2 separate regions of the Callithrix jacchus genome follow, and region 2 is linked to region 1. The links are chromatin contacts, called in public Hi-C maps. All regions are on one chromosome and are shown on one strand. The core of a region is the stretch at or near the end of the contact, and the rest is flanking DNA. Distances in the headings are between cores, read along the strand shown. Region 1 overlaps MANSC1 (MANSC domain containing 1). Region 2 overlaps BCL2L14 (BCL2 like 14).

What was found. A called contact is a pair of places that touch in the nucleus more often than the background predicts.
Region 2: a contact with region 1 is called in a Hi-C map of skeletal muscle, with 17 times the contacts expected there. The contact joins two enhancer-like sites. A contact is called at or near these places in 3 of 3 Hi-C or Micro-C datasets (induced pluripotent stem cells and skeletal muscle).

What each region holds. Positions count from the first base shown.
Region 1 is chr9:10,967,628-10,974,404 of calJac240_pri, forward strand. MANSC1 (MANSC domain containing 1) reads left to right here. Exons shown (of 4, transcript XM_009003310.5): 4 at 515-1,878. The coding sequence ends at 1,449. It also overlaps the pseudogene LOC100410719. Among named protein-coding and RNA genes, the nearest start is that of MANSC1, 24 kb to the left of the region's middle. Within about 2 kb of position 2,979, at least 4 of the 16 cell types and tissues checked have an H3K27ac peak or open chromatin away from gene starts, as enhancers often do.
Region 2 is chr9:11,211,196-11,217,972 of calJac240_pri, forward strand. It overlaps BCL2L14 (BCL2 like 14), which reads right to left. Exons shown (of 7, transcript XM_035255292.3): 3 at 4,244-4,683. The coding sequence starts at 4,676. Among named protein-coding and RNA genes, the nearest start is that of BCL2L14, 23 kb to the right of the region's middle. Within about 2 kb of position 2,591, at least 2 of the 16 cell types and tissues checked have an H3K27ac peak or open chromatin away from gene starts, as enhancers often do.

The DNA of each region.
Region 1 (6,777 bases), core at 1,729-4,228:
TCCCTGGCCTTGGCCCCTTAGGAAGATGGAGAACCCTCTCCATCTTCCTAAGCCTCTTGCTGCCCTGCCGAGCCCCTCCAGCTTCTCTGCTGTGCGACTCCCACCCTTTCCTTAGTTCGCCTGGTCCTCCTCCACACATTTCTCTTCTCTTCTGTCCTATCATACTAGAAATAAACCACAGCATCTGGTAGAGAGGCGGTGTTATCAGATTCTCATTTAGCAATTTGTGTTTTTCCATTTTGCGCACATTTCAATGAAATGTCAAGTATCAACAGTTTGGAGATTTTTTTTTTTTTTAAGACACAGGATCTCCCTATATTGTCCAGGCTAATCTCAAACTCCTGGCCTCAAATGATCCTCCTGCCTTAGCCTCTCAAAGTGCTGGGATTATAGGTGTGAGCCAACATTCCCAGCCAGTTTGGTGATCTTTTGAGCAAGCCGATGTTTGTATTTTTTTAACCTACCTTAGCATGGAGTTATATAAGTTTTCCTTTTGTTACCCAAACATTTTCAGATTTTCAATCTTTGACCAGAACTGATATGCCAAGCCGAGAGTCAGCACAGGAAGATTCTCTCTTACATGGCCAGTCTTCACAAGCGGTCACTCCCCCAGCCCATCATCACACAGGTTATTCGAAGCCCACCAATATCTCATGGAAAGACACACTGTCTCAGAAGTCTGGATCCTCAGATCACTTGGAGAAATTATTTAAGATTGACGAAGCAAGTGCCCAGCTCCTTGTTTCTAAAGAAAAAGGCCATTCTCAGAGTTCACAGTTTTCCTCCAGGGAAGAAAAAGCTCATCTGCTGCCTGGAAATGTGAGTGCATTCCCAACTACAGTGGCAGTTACTTCTCCACCTACCACCTCGGCCACTCCAAAGCCCGCCGTCCTTCTACCCACCAATGCTTCAGCGGCACCTTCTGGGACTTCCCAGCCACAGCTGGCCACCACAGCTCCACCTGTAACCACTGTCACTTCTCAGCCTCCCACGACCCTCATTTCTACAGTTTTTACACGGGCTGTGGCTACACTCCAGGCGATGGCTACAACAGCAGTCCTGACTACTACCTTTCAGGTACCTACAGACTCGAAAGGCAGCCTAGGAACGATACCATTTACAGAAACCTCCAACCTGACTTTGAACATGGGGAATGTGTATAATCCTACCGCATTTTCTACGTCAAATGCGGAGTCTTCCACTACGAATGAAACTGCTTCCTGGGAAGGTCGGGACGCCAGCGCAGGCAGTTCCTCCCAGGGCAGCGTTCCTGAAAATCAGTATGGCATTCCATTTGAAAAATGGCTTCTCATTGGGTCCCTGCTCTTTGGTGTCCTGTTCCTGGTGATAGGCCTCGTCCTCTTGGGTAGAATCCTCTCGGAATCGCTCCGCAGGAAACGTTACTCAAGACTTGATTATTTGATCAATGGGATCTATGTGGACATCTAAGGATGGAACTGAGTGTCTCAATTCATTTAGTAACTAGAAGCCCAAGTGCAGTCAGTTCCTGCTGACTTGCTGGTCTTAGCAGGAGGTTGTATTTCGAAGACAGGAAAATGCCCCCTGCTGCTTTCTTTCTGTTTGGTTTTTGAGGAGGAGTGAAGTGGGAACCAAATTAGGTAATTTGGGTAATCTGTCTCTAAAATACCAGCTGAAAACAAAGCGCTACCTAAACTAATAAAGTATAATTGCCATAGAAATGTCAAAATTCGACTGGCTTTTATGCAAAGAAGCAGCTTAGGACATCTAGGTTCCAATTCATTAATATTCTTGGTTCCAGATAAAATCAACTGTTTATATCAATTTCTAATGGATTTGCTTTTCTTTTTATATGAATTCCAATAAAACTTATTCCAGATGGAGTTCCTTCCAATGAAATATTTGAACAAATCTTTTGTTACCCAGTAATGTTCTTGTAAGTAGCGTGTTCAGCTGGATAACTTTCCATTTATTTCCACTAGCAAAATGATTATGTGATGAAAATATGTTCCAAGTTAAAATGACAAAGCCCCTTTTTCCCATTTGTGAGCAAAGAGCTTCATTTGGGAGAATTCTAGCAGAATGTAAGCCTACGTGGAGACAATGACAAGTCAGTTCTGATAAATGGCCAAATCCACTTCGGGTCTGTTCTAGTTAACGTTTTTTAAAAAGTATTATAGACATTTTCTAAACTTGTGCTAAGTTAAACATATACCAATATTATTTTATACCCTTACCTAAACTGACCAGCAGTCAGCCTGATCTTAATTTAGAACAACACTGGAAATAATAAATAGCACTAAGATTATGCTACAATTTTTACTGGTTAGCAATTAAAATTTCTGAGAAAGACTTTTAATAAAGTCTTCCAGATTAGTTATAGATGAGGTGACAAAGCGTCTGGAAGTCTCTGGGTCAGTCTGACACCTGTTTTATCTGGACTTCAATTTGCTTATCTGCAAAACAGGACATTTTGTCCCTTACAAGTGTCACCAGAGGTTTTTGTTCGTTCTCGTTTTTTTTTGACAGATTCTTGTTCTGTTGCCTGGCTGGACTGCAGTGGTGCGATCTTGGCTCACTGCAACCTCTGACTCCCTCGTTCAAGCAATTTGCCTGCCTCGGCCTACCGAGTAGCACCTGCCACCATGCCCAGCTATTTTTTTGTATTGTTTTTTTGTAGAGACAGGGTTTCACCACGTTGGCCAGGATGGTCTGGATCTCCTGACCTTGTGATCGCTCACCTTGGACTCCCAGAGTGCTGGGATTACAGGCATGAGACATCACGCCCTGCCTGTCACCAGAGCTTTTAAAGATAAAAATAAAATTCAAATGTGAACTTAACACAGTGAGCACTAGAGGGCAGTAGCTGGTTAATAAGCACAGCAATTAAGAGAAACGCAGGAAATGAGAGGAAAAGCGTTTTTTTCTTCTCCTTCCTCTTCACCTCCGTCCCCTCTGCTCTCCTGGTACCCCTCCCCCTTTCCCCTGGTTTACACTAAGCTCGTAAAGTACATTAAGAGGAAAGCTGGTCTATTGAAAATACTTTTCTTATATTTTCCAACTTAACAGCTTGACACAAATCTCCAAGGGGTTTACATAAGCTTTAAGCAGGTTGAATAAATAAAACCTTGAGTCAATTTAATTTAACAAGTATTTATTGAATATCCCCATGTAGGCCAGAATCAGATTAGTAACCAAGTGCCTTGGAATTTTAAAATGTCTCCTCTCTTTATTAACGGATTTAGAGAGTAGAAATAAGGCTTTCTGTGGTGGTTTATAAGGGCATTTTCCTGGCTCTCTTGGAATTCTCTGTCCACCTTGCCGCAGTCTTTGTGGTGATGGGGAGACCACACGATAGCGGTCGGGATGAGTGATGCTACAGGCCCAAACTGGCAGTGGCAGGGCGGGGGGGGGATGTAGGATGTAGGGGGACATCCGGAGTGGGAAGAGTGCTCTTCTCACACAGCTCTCTCTACTTACTGCCCCTAGGACAGAGGGTGCAGCTGCTGGAAGGGCAGTCAGGGTAGAGGAATCCCTTAGAGAAATTCTGCAGTGACTAGCCTGGTCAGGCTTTCAGACAAGGCGCATTGAGTATGAGCCCCCTCCTTTGGTTTGTAGAAACAGAAGGTAGCAGCCTAGAACAGGTGAGAAGATGAGGAAGGTCCTTCTGCTCAAACATATCCTCTGTCTGTATTTTACCAACACGATACTGACCTAGGTTAAAAAGCTACTCTTGGTGGTATGTGCCTGTAGTCCCAGCTACTCAGGAGGCTGAGGCAGGGGAATTGCTCGAACCTGGGAGGTGGAATTGTGGTGAGCCAAGATAACACCTCTGCACTCCAGCCTGGTGACAGAGCAAGACTCTGTCTTAAAAAAAAAAAAAAAAACTACTGGCTGGGCATGGTGGCTCATGCCTGTAATCCCAGCACTTTGGGAGGCCAAGGCAGGTGGACCACCTGAGGTCAGGAGTTCAAGACCAGCCTGACCAACATGGAGAAACCCTGTCTCTACTAAAAATACAAGATTAGCAGGGCGTGGTGGCACATGCTTGTAATCCCAGCTACTCCGGAGGCTGAGGCAGGAGAATCACTTGAACCCAGGAGGCAGACATTGTGGTGAGCCGAGATCATGCCATTGCACTCCAGCCTGGGTGACAGAGTGAAACTCCATCTAAAAAAAAAAAAAGCTACTCTTAGGCACAATGCCTCACGTCTGTAATCCCAGCCCTTTGGGAGACTGAGGTGGGAGGATCACTTGAACCCACGAGGTCAAGGCTGCAGTGACTCATGATCATGCCACTGCACTCCAGCCTGGCCAACAGAGGGAGAGCCCATCTCAAGAAAAAAAAAGCTGCTCTTAAAAAACCTGAGGACTCCTGGATGAGTACTCTATGAGCCTGTTTCTCAGTTACCCCTGGCCTGAGTGAGGTACCTTCGGAAGTCTTTGGCTCCCACACTGTGGTGGGACTGGTCACCTACCCAGCAGCCAGCCCCAGTCCTGCCTCTGCCTCATTTGTTACAGGTAGGAGGTTCCAGGTTCAGGGATGAGCCTGTGACCCAGTTTTAGCTGAAAGGAAACCTACCAGGGGCTTCTAGGAGAGATTTTCCTGCTTGTAAAGAGAAGGCTGCACATGGAGAAAAGCACTTTTTGCCCACATCCCCTTATTTCATGCTTGGGATGCTGACAATGTGAGAGCTATGGCGGCCTCCCGCCACTGAGCGTGGCAGTGGGAACAGGAAGAGTCTGGTCTGGGAAGCCTTGGTTAATTGACAGGACTAACCCTGGAACTACCAACTTCCATCTTGTTCTGCAATAATAAATCTCTAATATTTGTACCACTTTTAGTAGAGTATTCTATGACTTATTACTTATTGATAGCAAACACTTCGAAAGTACTTACCCTATAGGCCAGGTTCACTTTTACATAAACTAACTCATTTCAATCCTACAACAACCTTTTGAAGAATTTTAATCCTTATTTTGCAGATGAGGAAACTGAGGCATGGAGAAGTTTAAAGGCCTTGCTGGAGGTCATTTGCCCAGATAGCCTAGCTCCAGAGTTGCCACTTTTTCCATTCTTATAACTGGAACGATACATGGTGTAACCAAAAAGAGCTTTGCAGTAGATCAGAAATGTTCTAGAAAGCTTTTTGTTGTCGTTGTTTGAGATAGAGTCTTGCGTTGTCACCCAGGCTGGAGTGCAGTGGTGCAAACACAGCATACTGCAGCCTCCACCTCACCAGCTCAAGTGATCCTCCTCGCTCAGCCCCCCCAGGTAGTTGTGACTACAGGCATGTGCCAACATGCCCAGCTAAATTTTTTTTCATCAGGAGATTCTTGGGAGAGTTTTATTCATTCATTGATCCGGTATTTATAGGGACTAGAGGGGTCAGGCTGTGCTCAGCCCAGAGGCAGCTGCCATACCTGCCAGCAACCCCCACTCAATCACTGTGTACAGACAAGGGGCCTGCTTGGGTCACCTTCAAAGCCATCTGGCAGAGGCCATGGGGCTGTGTTGGGGCCTGGGCTCCAGAGGCAGTGCTGGGCCCATTACCCCTTGGCATCAGGCCCTCTGGAACACAGGGGCTCCAACTGGTTGTCTTGATCCTGCTGTCCCCCATCCTGAGTGCCTTGCAGAGGGAGGAGGCTGGAGTAGCAGGGAGAGCTGAGTGGTGCAGACTTCCTGTAAGCAGCCCTGTCTCTGCTACCCCTAAGAGGAGCGAGACATGGTCATATTGAGGGGCTGGGCAGAGGCTCCTCTGAGCTCCTAGCTCCAGGGACAGAGACCTGGAGCCCAAGTTAGGCCCATAGCTAGGGCCACAACACTGAAGACAAAGAGCCCCAGAACCTTGCTGTGGAGCTGGTACAGCCTGGCTAGAACAAGGAAGACAGTTCACAGGGTGCTGAACAGTTCCCACATGCTCCGCTCAGGCCGTGGGATCCCAGCAGGCTGCTCGCTCAACCCCCACTGGGACAGCCCACTCCCAACCCAGCCCAGTGCTGGGCCCCTGAGTTTGGCACTCTCCTAAGAGGAATGAAGAGTAGGGCTGTCTTCCTTACAACAGGGACAGGCTGGTGGCTGGGGCTAGAACAGCAAGGCCTGGTGTCCACCCAGGCCCCTAGCTGGGACCCTGGCATGATACAAGGACCTGGGCCAACCAGGACAGCTGCTAGGAGAGAAAGCACAGTCAGGAAGGAACCTATGGTGGCAAGATGGGTTGGAGCCCAGAAAAATAGATGTCTTTGGTAGGCAAAATGTATATTCTGCTGTCCAGGCAGAAGGGCCAGGTCCTGTTGCTCCACAACCGGCTCTGGAGGAAGCTGCAGTACCCCACTGTGCCCCAACTCCAGATGCTGCTTCTTGAGCACAACGGGGCTGATGTGCCCTGTGCCAGGCCTCAGGGCATGATGCAGGGAATCTGTCCTGGTTCCTCCCATTCCCCGGGCCTGGGCTCTCTGGCTGGAACTATTCAGTAATACTGGGAAAAGGGGAAGTGGAGCAGGGAGGGACCCTGGTGAGGGCCACGTGGCAAGAGTGGGCTGCAGAGTCAGGGCCAGCAGTCCTCCCTGGTGCTTGGCTTTGTAGGAGTGAGAGCGTTTCTGCGGGTCAGGCTTCTGCTGCTTGCGGAGCTGGCTGATGCTGACCCCTTGGCACTGCTGCACCTAGATGCTCTGCTCCACTAGGTTGGCCAGCATGCCTTCCTGGGCCAGCATGGAGATGAGGGTACAGATGAACTCATCGTAGTGGTGGGTCCTTCTCTGGTCATCAGTCTTGAATTTCTTCCTCTTCTCCATCCC
Region 2 (6,777 bases), core at 1,341-3,840, 240 kb after region 1:
GACCTCTCAGGCTCAAGCGATTCTCCCACCTCAGCCTCATGAGTAGCTGGGATGACAGGTGTGCATCACCATGCCTGGCTAATTTATTAAAATTCTTTTTCTAGAGATGGGATCTCCCTGTGTTACCCAGGTTGGTCTTGAACTCCTAAGCTCAAGCAGTCCTCCCACTTCAGCCTCCCAAAGTGCTAGGATTATAAGCATGAGCCACCACCACACCCAACCTAAACTCTAAACTTTTAAAAGCTTGTACAAGCTGTCTTGGATGCCGTCTGTAGCAGCTTGGTTTTACCACATAGCATTTGAAGAATAACACTAGGTAATTCACAGGACTTGAAAACAGTAACAAAGTGGCATTTTGGCCAGAGGTTCGGTGTGCTCAAACTCCTAGGGCACTCCTGGGCATTGTACAGCACAGTAGGTAAGAGAGGCAACGGGGGGCCTGGGAGGAGAAACAGGTTTTAACATCATACAGAGCTGCCAAGGTGGCTCCTGATCCCTCTCCCTGGATTCCTCTGCAGCTGAGGGCTTCAGTGTCCTCCCTTCAGCCCTCCAGCCATACACGGAAAGGCCACAGAAGATACTGCTCTGTCCATGATGCCATCCTTTGGTGGATGTCTGTCTTATGAAGCCATCTTTTTCATGCTTAGTCCACAGGGTTAAAAAAAACAATAAGGAGCAAATTACAGAAGAAAGATCAAGAAGAAAAGGATCGATGTCTTTCCTCCTCATTTTAACACTCAAGCGAAACAGACTTTCTACTTTGTAATCCCCTTGTTGCAGCCCAACCAGACTCCTCTGGAGCTCCAGCCATGCACAGTCCCTGGCAAAGAAAGAGATGGCAAGAGGCTGGCTCCCAAAGCCAAGGAAACTGTCCCTGGCGATGTCCTCAGGAGATGAGAAAGGAAAGCAGGCCTCTGTTGCCTTTCCCGCCTCGTGCAGCTCATCCAGGGTGAAGAGCATGTGGCATGAGCATGTCTGGGTAACACAGACCCCATCTTTAAAAAAGATTTAAAAATAATAAAAGGGAGCTGAATTATCTAGAAAGAAGACACCATTTGCCCTTCCTTTGCTTCCTTGTTATTCCTGCCTGAGATGTAGACATGATGGGTGAAGCCCCAGCAGCCACCTTTAGAATATAAGGTGACTTTGAGGTGGAAACCACTAGCTGAGGGATGGCAGATTTCCCAGGAGTCCTTTTGGTTCACCCCTGTCACTCAGGCTGGAGTGCAGTGGTGCAATCTCGGCTCAATGCAACCTCCACCTCCCAGACTCGAGTGATTCTCCCCACTACCCTCTCCAGTATCTGAGACTACAGGCGCGTACCATCACGCCTGGTTAATTTTTGTGTTTTTCATAGAGATGGGGTTTTGTCACGTGGCCCAGGCTGGTCTCAAACCCCTTGGCTCAAGCAGCCTGCCCACCTTGGATTACCAAAGTGCCGGGATTACAGGCATGAGCCACCTCGCCTGGCCATTCCCAGGAATTCTCGATGACCTTGTGGAGCTGTCATATCAGGCCCGAACTGCCAAACTTTTGTCCTCTTCTAAGGGAGAGAAAAGCAAACGCGTCTATTATTTAAGCCGTGGGTGTTTGGGTGTTCCACTGAACCTAAGGCTGAACCTAACCTTAACTGTAGCATTTCACGTGAGCAAATCGTAGCTATGGAGAAACAAAAGATTTACAAGTAAAAAGCCTGGGTAGGTGGTCTTTAAAACTAGTGTTAATGTCCATTTCTACATCCTGAGGCCTCTTCCTAACAGACTTTGGTCTTGGGACACACTCTCACAGTTCCCACTTAAGCCTGGTATCTGAGGCCTGGCAATGGCTGCATAGGGCTACGTTGTGACCTTCAGTTAAAAGAACCCAGGTGAAACCAAATTTGTAAGCCCTGGTTTGTATGTGGCAAAATAGAAGAAGAATGTGAGGCTCCCTTGGATCATGCCCAGTGTAAAACCAACACAGGTGTCGCAGGTAAAACCCACATAATTAACTGACCAAATGCAAAAGTGAGGAGAAGATGAGGAGGAAAGATGAGCTGTGCATCTACACCAAAGCCTTCTTAAGAGGTGATCATTTTCATTTTTTTGAAGAATATTTTAGATATATATATATATTCAGCCATAGGTCCTATTCAGCTATTCAGTACATTAACACATCATCTAAGTATTTTTGAATTTAATCTTTAATTCTCAATCTCACATAAAAGTTTTCTTTCCCAACCGAAAAAGAAAAGCTTCTCTTGAAATTTTAGAAAATAAAAAAATGTCAAATGACACTGCAGTGAATATTGAGACACAGAATGCAGTTTATCTCGGGAAGCACCAGAGGACTGGGCAGTGAATATTGAGATACAGAATGCAGTTTATCTCGGGAAGCACCAGAGGACTGGGCAGTGAATATTGAGATACAGAATGCAGTTTATCTCGGGAAGCACCAGAGGACTGGAGTCGTAAAGACTCACTTTCTGTCTGCCCGCCAAGTCCGCAGTACAAACCAAGTGGAAAAGCCTATCTGGGTGCCTCTAAACTGTTCTTTGCCCCAGAGCCCAGATGCCACCCCCAGCAGAAGAAGCCATGGCTGGGCAGAAGTGGCTGAGCAGTGGGGAGGTGGGTGTGGAGGGGAGGACCACAGGGGGCTGCTCCCTCTTGCTCTAGAATCACCTGCCTTAGCTGGGCAGAGTTCAGAGAGCAGATGCCTTGCTGTAAAAGTTAAACAAGTCCAGGGAGCGGCCTGGACTTGAGGTGAGTCAAGGCTCTGCTACTTCCTGGCTGTTTTCTTGGTGAGCCCTTTTCGTGGGACTCCCATTTCCTCATCCTGTCTGTGCCACAAGACTCCCCCAGATGATCCTGACCATGCTCCCACTGTTCTAAACATCTGAAACTCGAATGGGAAACGGGAGTTCCCTTGATGATAGTGAATGATCTAAAGCTGTCTATGAGTGGGCTGATTCTCCAAGCAAGCCAGGACTGTCACGTTTAAAAACTGAGTCATTACTGCCACCTCTTGACTAATTATTGACAAGTTACCCAGACCACTCAAACCCAGCAGAAGGGGGCCTTTCTTTTAAAATCTGGGCTTCAGGCACTGGGCTTTGTTGAAGGGAAGAAGATGCTTATGCCAAGGTGTGTGCATGAAGGGCGACTGTCTTCTTTTTTTCTTTTTTTCAGAGACAGAGTCTCATTATGTTGCCCAGAGCTGGGGTGCAGTGACGTGATCTCGGCTCACTGCAGCCTTGATCTCCTGAGCTCAAGTGATTTTTCCACCTCAGCCTCTGCAGTAGCTGGGACAACAGGTATGTACAACCATGTCTGGTTAATTTTTTAATTTTAATTTTTTTTGTATGGATACAGGGTCTCGCTATGATGCCAGGCTGATCTCAAACTCTTGGCGTCAAACAATCCTCCTGCCTTGGTTTCCTACAGTGCTGAGGTTATAGATATGACAGGCGCTCAGTGTGTCACCCAAGCTGGAGTGCAGTGGCACCATCTTGGCTCACTGCAACCTCTACCTCCCAGGCTCAAGCCATCCTCCCACCTCAGCCTTCTGAGTAGCTGGGAACACAGGCGTGCACTACCATGTCTGGCTAATTTTTTGTATTTTTGGTAGAGACAGGGTTTTGCCATGTTGTTAAGGCTGGTCTTGAACTTCTGAGCTCAAGCAACCCACCCACCTTATCCTCCCACAGTGCTAGGATTACAGGTGTGAGCCTCAGTACCTGGTGAAAATGTTTTATTCAATACAATTAATTTTGTCCCACTGAGGGAAAATTTTGTCAAAATACTCCTCAGTTGTTTTTGTAGGATGGTCTGTCCTTTGAAGAGTCCTTTTACTCTTGCTCTCTGATCTTCCCATCAACCATACAAGGTAGAGAGGGTGGGATACCCAGTCTACAGATGGAAACACAGAGGCCCTAAGCTAATGAGTTGACTGAGGAAGAGTGGCAGCCCAAGCCCCTGGTTAGTGCTCCTTCTTTTATATTGGTGTGTGGCACCGAGAACTAGGAATTTGGGCAACAAATTTATTTATAGATGGTGGAGAAAGAAAACCAGTCCTAGCACGCTTCATTTCCATCATCCTCTTTCAGTCTTGAGAAAAGCAGGGCAATTATGATTGAATATTAGTAAGTTGGAACACTGAGGCACAATGCATGCGTTCTCTAAAGCCATTTTACAAGATGAGATGTAACACTCTGCACACAAAGAAGGGAAAACAAGGATGTGGGAGAGAAATCCCAGATGCCTACCTTCATGCTCCGAGCACAGTCCCTCATGATAAGCAGACCTGGACCATTGCTGGCTGTGCGAACCTTGGCTTTCCAATGTTGTTCGACCTTGAGCAGAGACTTTGGCAGGTGGGATCTGCAAATCTGCCTTCTCGGCTACTCCAAAGAGTGCTTTCCAAGAAGACTTCTTCTTGGCAAGGTTTATGGGCTTCTCACTGGATTGGGAATTTCTGCAAGGCCATGACACCTGTGTCCCTGACTCATTTGCTGACCAACTCCCCAGGGTCCTCTGGGACAAACTTCTTGTTCGCAGCAGCTTTGGCGAGGAGAGAGCAGGGGTGCTCTTGAAGACATGGTGTCTGGCGTAGTAGGCGAGGATTTCGAATTCTATGGTGTTTAGGTCATCATCTTCTAGGGGGATCTCTTCCAGGTCACACGCACTGGTGCTACACATGTTGGGCCTGTAACAACAAAGTCCACACGGTGCCCATCTATGCAGGGCCATTTACTCTTTACAAGTTAGGCGAGACAGTAGCAAAAACTCAATAAACTTTTTTTTTTTTAGATGGAGTCTCACTCTTCTTACCCAGGCTAGAGTGCAATGGCATGATGTCGGCTCACTGCAACCTCTACCTCCCGGGTTCAAGCAATCATCCTGCCTAAGCCTCCAGAGTAGCTGGGATTATGAGGGAATGTGTTCTCTTTTGGGGTCCACGAGGGGGTGTAATTTTAAGGGCAAGAATTTCCCAACGCCATGCTCCCCTCCCATCTCTCTCCATCCGAGAGATTTAACGGTTTATGTTTGAATTTCACGGGCGTGGGAAAAAACTGAAAGTCAGTCACTCCAGCAGAAGTTCTAAGGAACTCCCTTCATTGGCCCAGGGTCTTGGAGAAGGTGGGAGTTCCTCCCAGGATAAAAGTCCGTGTCCACACACCTAGATCCCCTCTGGAATCCCCTTCCATACTCTTCCTGGAAGTCTTTCTCTTCTTCTCTTTTCTCTACCTAAATAAAATCACCTTTCTGCAACACTTCTTCAGTCCAAAATTTACTTTTATGAGTATACGGCGCACCTGCAGTGGTCCTATTGCTTATTCTTTAAAAGGTTGGAGACCAAAAACCCACAGCATTCTCTCAGAGAGCTGTGCCTCACCAGCACCCAAGAAAAAACCTGGTTACAATTAATAGGCATGCATCACCATGCCCAGCTAATTTTGCATTTTTAGTAGAGACTAAAATGGGGTTTTACCATATTGGTCAGACTAGTCTCGAACTACTGACCTCAGGTAATCTGCCTGCCTTGTCCTCCCAAAGTGTTAGGATTACAGGTGTGAGCCACAGTGCCCAGCCTAGCAAACATTTATTGAACATCTATTGTGTTTGTGCTGGAGGGTAAAGAGGGAAAAGCCACAGTCTTACTGGGGTGGGAAGAGAGACACAGCCATAGCTAACTCCACACAAAGAGAATGCACTAAGTAAGAGGTCTAACAGAGATGCAGATAGCCATATTAGAAAGCAGGGATAGGTGAGCTTCAGAGAGAGAGGCAAGTGAAAGCTTTTGGAAAGCCAGAAGGATAGACAGGTGATACTGGGGCTAAGAACAGGGTGGGCAGAGGGGAGATTATAGGTGAATTCAGAATGTGTTTGAAGAGTGGTGACGGAACTGGGACAGCATAACTATGCAGTTTGCAAACAGCCAGGGCTCGAAAATAGTGTGGGGAAAATAGGTGAAGTAGCACTTGGGTCCCAGTTACAGTGGTCTTTGACTATCAGGCTGAAGCTCTGCATTTTCTCACTTCGATCAGCACGTTTCAAAAGGAGCTGTGGACTGTGGAGTTAAAGGTCTTGTTGGGGAGGTGGCAGAAGAGGGAGGACAACTTAGGGAAGACCAATGCCTGGGCCCTGACCCTTCCCTTCCTCTGTTCCTTCTTCCTTTATCCTCTGCTTTAGCTTGTCCAGGCTTCTCTCTCCTCTCTGTCTCTCTTTCCTTTTTCTTACTATATTTGGTGTGCCATGTAAGATTTCATCTGAAAAAAGCATCCTGTTATTTTATTTTACTTGTTATGAATTTGAAACACGCTGATGGAGACAATGGAGAGCGGTTCAGAGTTGTGAGTAGAGTGAGCAGCGGCGAGTTTTAAACCAACAGGATGCAAGCATTTTGTCTTTATTTCTAGACGAATAACAGGACAGAAAGAGAACTGATTTTGTTCAATTTCCTTTGCTTAAGCTTACATGAAATAACTCCTTTTTCCGGTTTCCTGCTAGGAAAGCAGTTCTTTTTGCTAATAATCCGTTTTCTTCTGCTATCTGTTAAGGACTGCATTCTCCTTTTTGTCTCAGATGCGAGAAAGCCCAGATCTACTGTGTTAAATGTCACAGGCAGTGCGTGTATCAAAAATGAGCTTGGGCTTCTCAGTCTAGCAGTCCCAAATTCAGACTGTGGCCATGCCAATGACTAGTTTTGTGACCTGTGGCAGGTTACTCACTCCATCTTTCCAAATATGAACTTCCTAGAGGCAAATTGCACAGATTTTGTGAGGGTGTAAGATACACA